Linked DNA regions of Mus musculus: region 2 is linked to region 1. Evidence: chromatin contacts called from public promoter capture Hi-C data. All regions are on one chromosome and are shown on one strand. The core of a region is the stretch at or near the end of the contact, and the rest is flanking DNA. Distances in the headings are between cores, read along the strand shown.

What was found. Capture Hi-C pulls out chosen DNA fragments and counts their contacts.
Region 2: a promoter capture Hi-C map of liver shows a contact between it and region 1. The contact joins the promoter of Clec9a here to the promoter of Cd69 in region 1. A contact is called at or near these places in 7 of 39 promoter capture datasets (the C10 cell line, the HPC-7 cell line, the SN4741 cell line and 3 more), 1 of 484 Hi-C or Micro-C datasets (nephron progenitors), 1 of 115 datasets of contacts at active chromatin or transcription factors (pancreatic cancer cells) and 3 of 9 other capture datasets (adipose tissue, liver and pancreatic islet).

Annotation. Positions count from the first base shown.
Region 1 is chr6:129,272,720-129,277,892 of GRCm38.p6, forward strand. Cd69 (CD69 antigen) reads right to left here and starts at 2,650. Exons shown (of 5, transcript NM_001033122.4): 1 at 2,503-2,650. The coding sequence starts at 2,566.
Region 2 is chr6:129,406,602-129,411,774 of GRCm38.p6, forward strand. Clec9a (C-type lectin domain family 9, member a) reads left to right here and starts at 2,261. Exons shown (of 7, transcript NM_001205363.1): 1 at 2,261-2,444; 2 at 3,674-3,754. The coding sequence starts at 2,354. It also overlaps a transcript of Clec12b not described here.

The DNA.
Region 1 (5,173 bases), core at 1,400-3,899:
ATATTGATGGGAATTGTGGCTATACATTTGTTGAGTCCTTACACCGCACTCCTATGGTGTGTTCATTAATTGCATATAAATTATAGCACAGTTAAAGTGATAATGTAAGAATGAACAGTGAAACATTACATTTTCTAAGATGGATTAAAATAATAAGTGAAAAGTAACAATGCTATAAAACATATTGAACAGACCCCCCCCCAATTTAACTTACTGTATAAAGGTTGAACAAAGTCACAGTTACCTTTAACTAATAAATGTTTCTGTATCAGGATTTGGATAGATAGAAATATGCCTGTACTAGCATGTAAATAGGTGACTGCAGAGGGAAAGTCAATTTTTGGCTTTAGATTTTGGATTTTGTTTTTTACAGGGTGAACCCTCATGATTCAAAACAGTATGCCCCCACTAGAATGCCCTTGTATGTTCCCAAATTCTTCAGTGTGAATTTTTTAATGCTCATGGAAGCTTTAATACAAAATGGCTCCTTGAATAAGATTATAATTAACAGTGAAAATCACTCTCCACAGTTGTAATCCCAACACTTAGGAGTCTAGTGTCAAAGGAGTGTGAGCTTGAAGCCTATGGCTACAAGGTGAAAAGTTATGTCAAATCTTTTCTCATTATAAAAACACTTAACTTTCCATTGTAGATGACTTTTTATAGTTACAAGATTATTTCTGTAGATTTTATCTTGGAATTTGTGGATTTTTTTTTCTTAAAACATTTTGTTCCAGATAAGCTTGGTGAGGAGACATCACATGGCTAGTATCACCAACTTGTACATTTTGTAGGATTTTCTTTTTCTTGGTGAAAATCTGATTTCAAGTTTTCTAAGAGAAGCCTTTATCAATCCTGCCTAGGTCTGTTTTCCCCTGCCTTCCTTTTCACACACATACACAATTATCTTCAGAGGCAGTCTTTGTAGCTTGAGTAATAGGTTCAGAGACTGGTCTAGTTTCGTTTCTCAACATATGATAGTCACATTGCTTGGACTCAATTTATCAATATCTCTGACTGCACAGCAAACATACCCACATCCAAAGCAACCCTAGACCTCAACTAGTTCATTCAGCCCATTGACCCACCTGGTGGGTAGACTATGTAGACCAACTCCCACGTGACAGTTTATTTCCATCTCCAAGGGTCATGGCTAACCACAGTTCAACTTGTCACCTAGGCAACAAAACATCCCCCCCTAACAGCACACTCCTGAGGCCTGTGCATTAATGGAGAGCATGAAAACAGATCCACCTATTTACCAACTTTCAGTCACCCAAGGAGGAGCCTGTTGATTCCACTGCTGCTGTGTTGCTAAGGTCATGGCCGTGAGAACATAAGTTAAATATACAAAGGTAGATGGAGCTGACCCCAGGCCAGGTCAGGAATTTCTGCATTTGGTCTTTCCTTCATTCCACTATTTATTATAGTTTCATTATTATCTGCTTTTTAAAAAAAATTTAAGTGAGACATATAGGTATGGGTTGCTTAGGTATCTAAAAATGAATATTGTAGACTTTATATCTATGTTTTTGACTTCATGCTCTCAAAGAAGGGATGAGATTTTAAAGGTAACTGAGACTTTTAAAAAATTTTTTATTTTTAATTTTTTTACACAACAAGACAACTTGACAGAGAAACTCAGAAAATAATTCGTTCCTCACCAACTATCTTGGCGGTGTTGGTCATAGCAAATCCCTTTATTAACTGGATCGCTCGTGCTTTCAAATAACTCTCATTCCCAAGTGCTAAGTGCTGGAGGGCTCCTTACAACTCAGATAGAAACAGACAGAAGAGACAGAAATGTGAAGGGTGATCATGCTTTTGTAAAAAGGAAGAAAAATATATAGTCATAGAATTTGAAGTGATTCATTGGAGGAGAGAGACAGAACAAAATGTAAGGAGGAGATTCCATAGGTCTCTGCAGAAGATGACATTTTAATGACAGGGTTACATTCTAATGCATCACCATATGACACTGCACATGTTCAGGTGTGTGTAATGCTGTTTTCTCTGAGCCTGGAGACCCGAATGCTGCTAACCACTGGAGGATTCATGAGGAGAACACTAATGAGGGAATACACACAGAAAGCAGGCAAATGGATAAGGAAAGAGCAAGAACGTAACTCTTTGTGTGAAAAACAGAGTTCTTCATAAAGAAAAGGATAAAACTTACTGATGATGGTGGTTATGGGAAAACTATAGAGAATAACTAGGTCAAGCCAGGCAATTTATCATTTATCATTTAAATCCACGAGTTGAGATGTTACAAATCTATTCAAAGGAAAAGTCCTTTCAAGATCATCTGAAAGTCATATAGCTCTCTCTCATACAAGTATCTTGTCTTCTCATAGCTAGAGAGGTATTTACCTATGCCCAGTTTCTCTTTTACTGATTGAAACAGAACATAACCAAGTCCTCTGATAATCTCTCCATTCTCCGCTCTATTCCACACATCAAATGTAGAGATCATTCCAGAATGTAAGAAATCACATGACTTACCCTTCTGCCCTCTCTCCAGATGTGAAGAGCTATTTTCCGTTATAGAACAGTTTTCAGAATCCATCCTTTTTAATTTTTTTCCCCTCAAGGTCCCTGGCGACTCTCAAGTGGTCCACGGAGAGATGTAGCTGGAGCTGTCTTGTTCAGTGTCTTGATCTCGGAGGATTTCAGCCTTTATACTCGATTAGGCTCCACCCCTTCCTCCTACCCTGTACTCACTCAACTCAGCCAGTTCTCTTTAATTTATGCTCCAGCGGCCTAGACACTTCACCGTGTGTTGTTGTGGTGAGCTGCGGGTTTTCCCTGCTGTCTGAAATGTGCTTTCTCACAACTGTAGCTTCAAGAGGAAGAGATAAATGGGATTTTCCCAGAATCGAAGACATCCTTCCACAAACTTTTAAAAACACAAATAACTTAGGAAATGGTATAATCTAAACAAGGAGCTAAAAGTTTGAGATTGCTGTATTTGACATGGAAAAGCACTGGAAGAGAGAGTAAAACTTTTTCATGCAATCCTTTGCATTGGTTTCTTTGTATATGTAGGCAGGTACAGGCATTTATTGAATACCCATTATGTACCAGGTGCTGTTGGTGGCCAGAAGATGTACTGTTGAGTAGGGATTTTAAAATCTCTATCTTTGTGGCTCTCTCTCTCCCTCTCTCTCAATTGGACAAGTTTTATTTAGTTAATTATGGATTTAAAACGTGTGGCATTCACTTCTTTTTTCCCCAGAGACTAGTTCTTTCAAGTGTCAGGAGTTGCTTTAGTGCAGGAAACAGAAAGCTTGTGGTCTGAAACTTCCTCGGTGTGATCTAAAACTGTTTCTCTTCAGTTATCTATTTCATCATCCCTTGCTCATTTTCTTGTCATCCTCCACTGTCAAACTTACTTTGTCTCACTGCAGAATATCTCCTTCTATTTCCCCATGTCCTTTTCAGGTGTCTGTGGCCTCGGATATTTGGAAGATGATCCCTATACACATATCTTCCCATGATATCCATCTCATTCAGATAAGTTATTGAGCACCACATAAATGCAGAAAATGTCTGTTTTGGTAAGTCAAGTGTGAGGATCTTAAAAAATTACAAGCATGATTTCTTACATTCTGGAATGATCTCTACATTTGACATATGGAATAGAGCAGAGAATGGAGAGATTGTCAAAGGACCTGGAGTAAAGTTGTCTGGTTTGCCTTTGTGAAGATATAATGCTTAGGTTGCTTGGAAGGTACCGGCACAGACAACTGAGGTGAGCCAGCAGGTGGATTTGTCTGCTTGAGACACAGACAGGTACATGCTGGTCCTAATGTGCCTTTTTGTTCTCAGTATCTTTCCTGCACAGCAGCTGGGATGAGATTAAGTATGTCATATCATCTTGTTGAGAACATTCAGCTCACCAAAGGCTTCCTAATAAAGGTTCCTTAAAATCCAAAGACCTTACAGCCAAGAAGAACCTCTACATTGGCCTCTGGGCACTTCCTCTATTACTTTCCCTCTACAACAGAGAGCTTCTTCTTATTCCATAGGAGTGCCCAGGAGCCTGCCACTGCAGGGCCTTTAGGTCTTTCGGTTGTGTCTTAGCGGTTCTTTTTCCATATGCCTATGTGCCAGGTTTTCCCATAATAAATAAGGTAATTAATTCAGTATCAAGTGAAAAGCAGGAAGGTCCAGATACTCATGAATACCAAGAAGTGCTCTTCTGACTCATGCCTGTTGGATGGGATGAGGTTTTCATAGAGTTCAGAACTGACAAAAAATAGGCAGGGAGAGTCATCATAGCCAGCCTCTGCTATAAGTTGGCTCCTAACTAAGCTCTTTAAAGGAAAAGGGCAGCTCAAGTGAGTATTTTTTAATTTATTTACCTTTATTAAACTTAATTTTTAAAAATTGTATTATATTTATGTGTGTGTGAGTCATGTATGTGTGTGCTGGTTCCCACAGAGGACAGAAGAAGGCTCCATGGAGTTAGAGTCACAAGCAATGTGAGTTTCCTTAAGCTGGGAACTGAACTCTGATCCTCTGAAAGAACAATAAGAACTCTGTACTACTGAGTCATCACCTCTCAAGCCCCATATTTATTTATTTACGTTCATCTATCTATCTATCTATCTATCTATCTATCTATCTATCTATCTATCCATCTATCTATCTATCTATCTACCCATCCATCAATCATCCATCCATCCGGCTGTCAGTTCGTCTGTCCATCCGTCCGTCTGTCTGTCTGTACTACTGAGTCATCACCTCTCAAGCCCCATATTTACTTATTTACTTTCATCTGTCTGTCTGTCTGTCTGTCTGTCTGTCTGTCTGTCTGTCTACCCATCCACCAATCCATCAGTCTTAGTCAGGGTTTCTATTCCTGCACAAACATCATGACCAAGAAGCAAGTTAGGGAGGAAAGGGTTTATTCGACTTACACTTCCATGCTGCTGTTCATCACCAAAGGAAGTCAGGACTGGAACTCAAGCAGGTCAGGGAGCAGGAGCTGATGCAGAGGTCATGGAGGGATGTTCTTTACTGGCTTACCTCACCTGGATTTCTCAGCCTGCTCTCTTATAGAACCCAAGACTACCAGCCCAGAGATGGTCCCACCCACAAGGGGCCTTTCCCCTTGATCACTAATTGAGAAAATGCCTTACAGTTGGATCTCATGGAGGCATTTCCTCAA
Region 2 (5,173 bases), core at 1,011-3,510, 130 kb after region 1:
GTTTTACAGCTCTGTGCATGACAAATCTGCTCTTTAGTTTATTTTGGACTCTTCTTAAGGGAATAGATTTCTGGGTTACAGGAAAACAACAAAATTTATTTGGCATTTTTATTTTAAAAAACAAGATATTGGCCTTGTGAGATGAGAAGTCTTGGCTCCCCCACCCCCTTTGGAGATGGGGATTCAAGGCTGAACTTCTGGTATGAAACTGTCCATTTGCACAAAACAACTGGGGGCTAATTATTCAGAACCTATCCAAACATCAACCCTATGTCTGAATGTTAGTGTTTTTCCTCTCTTCAGCATATTTATATATTACTACAACACACAGCCTTAGAGGAAACATATTTAATGCCCAGCTAAACATATACAGAAGGTGAGACCAGCCTGTACCTACAAAAATCAAACTGTACCTACAAAGTCTCTCTTTTCCCTTATACTCGTGCCTGAAGCATATAGTGAAACAAAAACAACCCAGATTCTATGATCAGAGCACTTCATTTCAAACACTCAGCATGAAACCAGCTAAACGGACTTCTCTGTGCCTGACTTAGAGCCAACTTACCCTTCTGCTTCACAGAACTGTAGTAAGGAAGCAATACTGTGATCTGGCTTTAAAATAGTTTTTAAGAACACATTGAATAATAAACAGTAAATATTTAAAACAAACAAGAGCAGAACACTACATGTAGCACATGGGTTTTTTTGTTGGGAGAAACCAATGGCTCCCTTGCAGACATTTCCCTGAGAGTGGATTGTCCTGGGAAAACACTATTCAAGCTTTGGTTTCAGTGCTGCTAAAATGAGAAGAGAAACTGGAAAATGAGTAGTAGCTCATGAAGTCTGGCTCCTGAGGTTAGTTACAATATTATTTGTTGGTGTGGTTTCTTCCTCTTTTCTCCATCTGGTAGAGCTTAGAATATGCAGAGGGTTATCTGGAGTTCAGTTACTCTGTTTTCAGGCCAGGAACACCACAGGAAATGTTGGCAGAATGTGCTAGTCCGTTTCCATTTGTCCCTAATGACCCCACCAGCTACTCCTTATGTCTCAGGAAGCTAAACACAAATGAATACATTTTCCGGGCAAACTGAGCCTCTGAGACACATGGGTTATGGTCAGAAGTATAATTCAGATCCCTTATGTGTCTTAGATTGATAAAACTTGATGATCTGTATACCAGCCCTTCGCTGTAGTGAGGCAGACCACGAAGTCCCAGTGAACATTCTCCTTACTGTTTTAGGCCATAGGGTGACAGCAGCCCTGTAGTACATATGTCAACATTGATCCCCTTCTTTCTTTCCTATTAACCTTTTCCAAAACTGTAGTCCTATTAGTAAGTTCCCTTATATCACCTCCTGAATGTGCCATTTGTGATGAAGAACGATTGATCCAGTGAGACTCTAAAAATAAATAAATAAATAAATAAAAGAACACAATTGAGAAATGACCTTTGGACATAAGGACAAGTAGCCTAGAAATAAATGGTGTCTAAGAGATCAGAGTTCTCAGTACAAATGCTGTAGTCACAGGATGTGCTGAAACTGGTCATCCATCCATTAAATAATTGATTCCTCCTGCAAGAGCAAAGTTACCTCTGGACAATGCTGCCAGGAAAACCCAACCTTCATGTCCAATATGGAAATGCAATGGATAGAGATGGCTGTGATTCCCAACACTCCCAGATTATGGCTTTCAAGAAGCAAGTGTGGGTTCTTCACCTTCTCTTTCCCTTTCCCATCATGGCTCCAATATTCCAGAAGATGAAAGAAACCCAGGCCCCTTTTGGGAGAACTAGTATCTCTGGGTACAAACTATGAGGGAGATCTAAATGTTGCCAGTGTTGACTGGTATTTTGAAGTTTACTTATAATAACAGTCAGTATTACCCTAATCAGCAGACTGATTGGAAATAAATTTAGGGATGAAATCTCTCCTAAGCTTTCTTGTTTGGAAATCCAAAAGCTATGTACAAGTTGATTTGTCTAGATTTAATGGCCTTTATCTTTATTCGCTGCATCATCTTTTTGCTTCATAGTTTATAGCAAATAGAAGTCCATACTGTGCAGCTTACCTCCAGCATCTGATACTATGTGGAAAGCAGAGCAACAGTTTAATTTGGTAGTAGCTATTTTGAGCTCAATAATTCTCATTTCTTCATTATTGAGTTATGTTTCAGTATAAGCTTCAAAAGTTCCACTTTCTGGATGATGAACATCCTTTAATCCCTGTTGCATTTTACCACTGTGAAAAAGTAGCCAGTTCCATTTCTTGTACCAACCTACTCCTAACTACAACCGAAGTTCTTTGTGCCAGGCTCCTATGTAGACTGCTTCACCACTCCAAGCACCTTCAGCATGCATGCGGAAGAAATATATACCTCTCTTCAGTGGGACATTCCTACCTCAGAGGCCTCTCAGAAGTGCCAATCCCCTAGCAAATGTTCAGGTAATAAATTTAGAATGCTTAGTTGAAAACTATAATTTTTTTCTGTTTGTATACTGTGATAAAACCAAGTGTTTCTCCTAATCTGAGATAACCTCTTTAGCATATTCTAGTGTGCCTGACACATTCGTCAGCATGGAGGAGTAAGTGAAGGGCACTCAGATCAGGAAATGAGATATATTCTCTCAATTTGCAAAAAGTAAAAGAAATCATACCACTTAAATTATTTTAGCTTTTACTTAAAACAGGCAGCAAATTATCTGAAAAATAGTAAGAAATGTTGAAAAACTAGGAAAAAATGTCTTCAGCTGATGCAGTTATGTTTTTAGTATTTGATAATTGTTTCTACATCTTATGCTACCTTTTATTTTTACAACTCTACAGTGCAAAAAGATTTGCAAATATATGTTTTTGTGTATTTTTATTGTCACTTCTTTAATTCATCAACTAGGTGTCATACATAACCTCATACAACAAATAATTAGGTGGGCTTAAAAAGCATTTTATTATATTTTCCCAAGTAGTTTCATTAATTAGTCTTTAGTATCGACTTGTTACAAATTAACTAAGTGAAGCTAACTTTCCTAAATCAGATCTCTAATATAGTATTAGCTTCAGAATATCTTTTGTCACATAAAACACCATTTCAAGGTTTCAGGGATGACCCAGAGTCATCTCAGGCAAGACATTATCAGGCCTATTAAAATATGTAAGGACAATTTTTTATTAGTATGAATAATGTAATAAGCCAAATAACTCACTTTTCTTCCTGGACGAATTGTATAATTAGCCGGAAATGTTTGTTCATTTTTCTAAATTACTCATTAAAATTAAAAATACTTCAATGAATCATGTTCAAGAGATGCTGAAAACAGGTAAGAGAGTCTTCATGTTAAGAATAGAAGGTTTTCTGGTTGGTATGAATGAGATTATTGAAAAATACTAGATAGGTAGACAGACAGATAGACAGATGGAATTAATTTTTAAAATCACAATAGTGTACATTAGGATTGAAGAGAGGTGTTATTAAGTCTATTGTATTTGGTATTTTCCAAGTCAGATATAGCCCATGCTATAAGGTTCATCTGAGAGAATTTAAGCAAAGATTTTCTTAGAGTTTCAAATCTTTGCATTTCTCCAGTAGGAAGGCCCAATCCTTCCACTTATCCTGACATTATTACACCTTGAAAATACTTTCTCTAACTCATGTCATTGCCTGATTTCACATTCAGGAGCATGGTGTGTTGTGACGATGATTTCCTGTGTGGTCTGTATGGGCTTGTTAGCAACGTCCATTTTCTTGGGCATCAAGTGTAAGTACAAAAGCATATCTTCAGTGTTACCTGTTAACAACACGGGTTATGAATTGTTGTATTATTATTTTAAAAGTTCACATGTATAAATGTATGAATAAATAAATTAAGATCTATGTAAGCACACGTAAATGGTATACAGTCAGTTAGACTTATATTAAGAAGGAGTTCACATGGCGAGATAAAAGAGTCTGGTAAAAAGAATGCAATTAATTTTTCTAGAACCACTGTATCACTGTAGAGTGATGTATTTATGTGGTGTTTCCCATGAAAGCAGAAGGTTAACAATCTATTTATAGATTGTAAACTATTTATAGTTTTTGAAAGATAATCTACAAATTATATTCATATATGTACAGGCACACTGCACATGTGGACACAGGATTTTAACAAGTACAAGCTAGATGTTAGCCAGCAAAGCTTGAGTAGCCATTTCCAAAGTGTGTGCAGACTTGTCTCTTTCCCTCATCCTCTTGTGTTTCTGGGTTTTCTTTAACACCATATGCCAATTAAGTATTAATTTGAAAACATTATAGTATAAACATATTTCCAAAGAGATCAGTTTTCTTTGTGCCCTTTCCATATATTTTCATTTTTCCAACTCATCCTTTAGCTACAGTGTGTAGCATAATATACCCAGTAATTTTGTTTGGGAGATTTAGAAGTATTTGGTTCCAGTTTCCAAGGAGACAACATTTTTCAGTCATTATTCCTAACTTGTTGAAAATTAATTACAATTCAAACACCAATAAAGGTAAAATGTTTGCTTCTTATCTAGAGTAAAACTCCAAGCACAAGTCTTCCATTCTCATGTCTATTACCATATGATGCACTTAATGCCATGTTCTCTGTCCATTACCATCTGATGCACCCCATGCCATCCAGAGTATAATAGCAAAGCAGATACGACTTAAAATAGAGCTCATCCAGTAAAGTTCATCAAAATATGAAAAGGATGTCTCAGGTTTCTAAAAAGATTATTACATTTCAATTGCTATCTCTACCAGGTTATTAATATTATAAAGTAAAGGATACTAGTTCTTCACTCCTAACTCTAGGTAATGTCCAAGTCAAAGTAGAAACAACAACAAAAAAGGGAAGAAATTCATTCTCCAAGTATATACAGAGTTCTTAGATTTAAGATTTAACAAGTAATTAATAAAAGTAAATGCTGATGAGACACACCTACCTTAACATAAAAGTGGCTGAACATACAAGACAGGAGAAGGAAGTACTTGCAAACCACATACCCAATAATATACTTGAACCTAAAGTTGATAAAACTCTGTAAGAACTCAACAAGCAACCAAGCCATTCCGTTGTCAGATGGAAAAATAACATGACAACACATTTCTCCAAACAACATAAGGAAGTGCCAGGCAAGGATGAAAAACAAGGTTTAAGATCTTTAGCTATTAG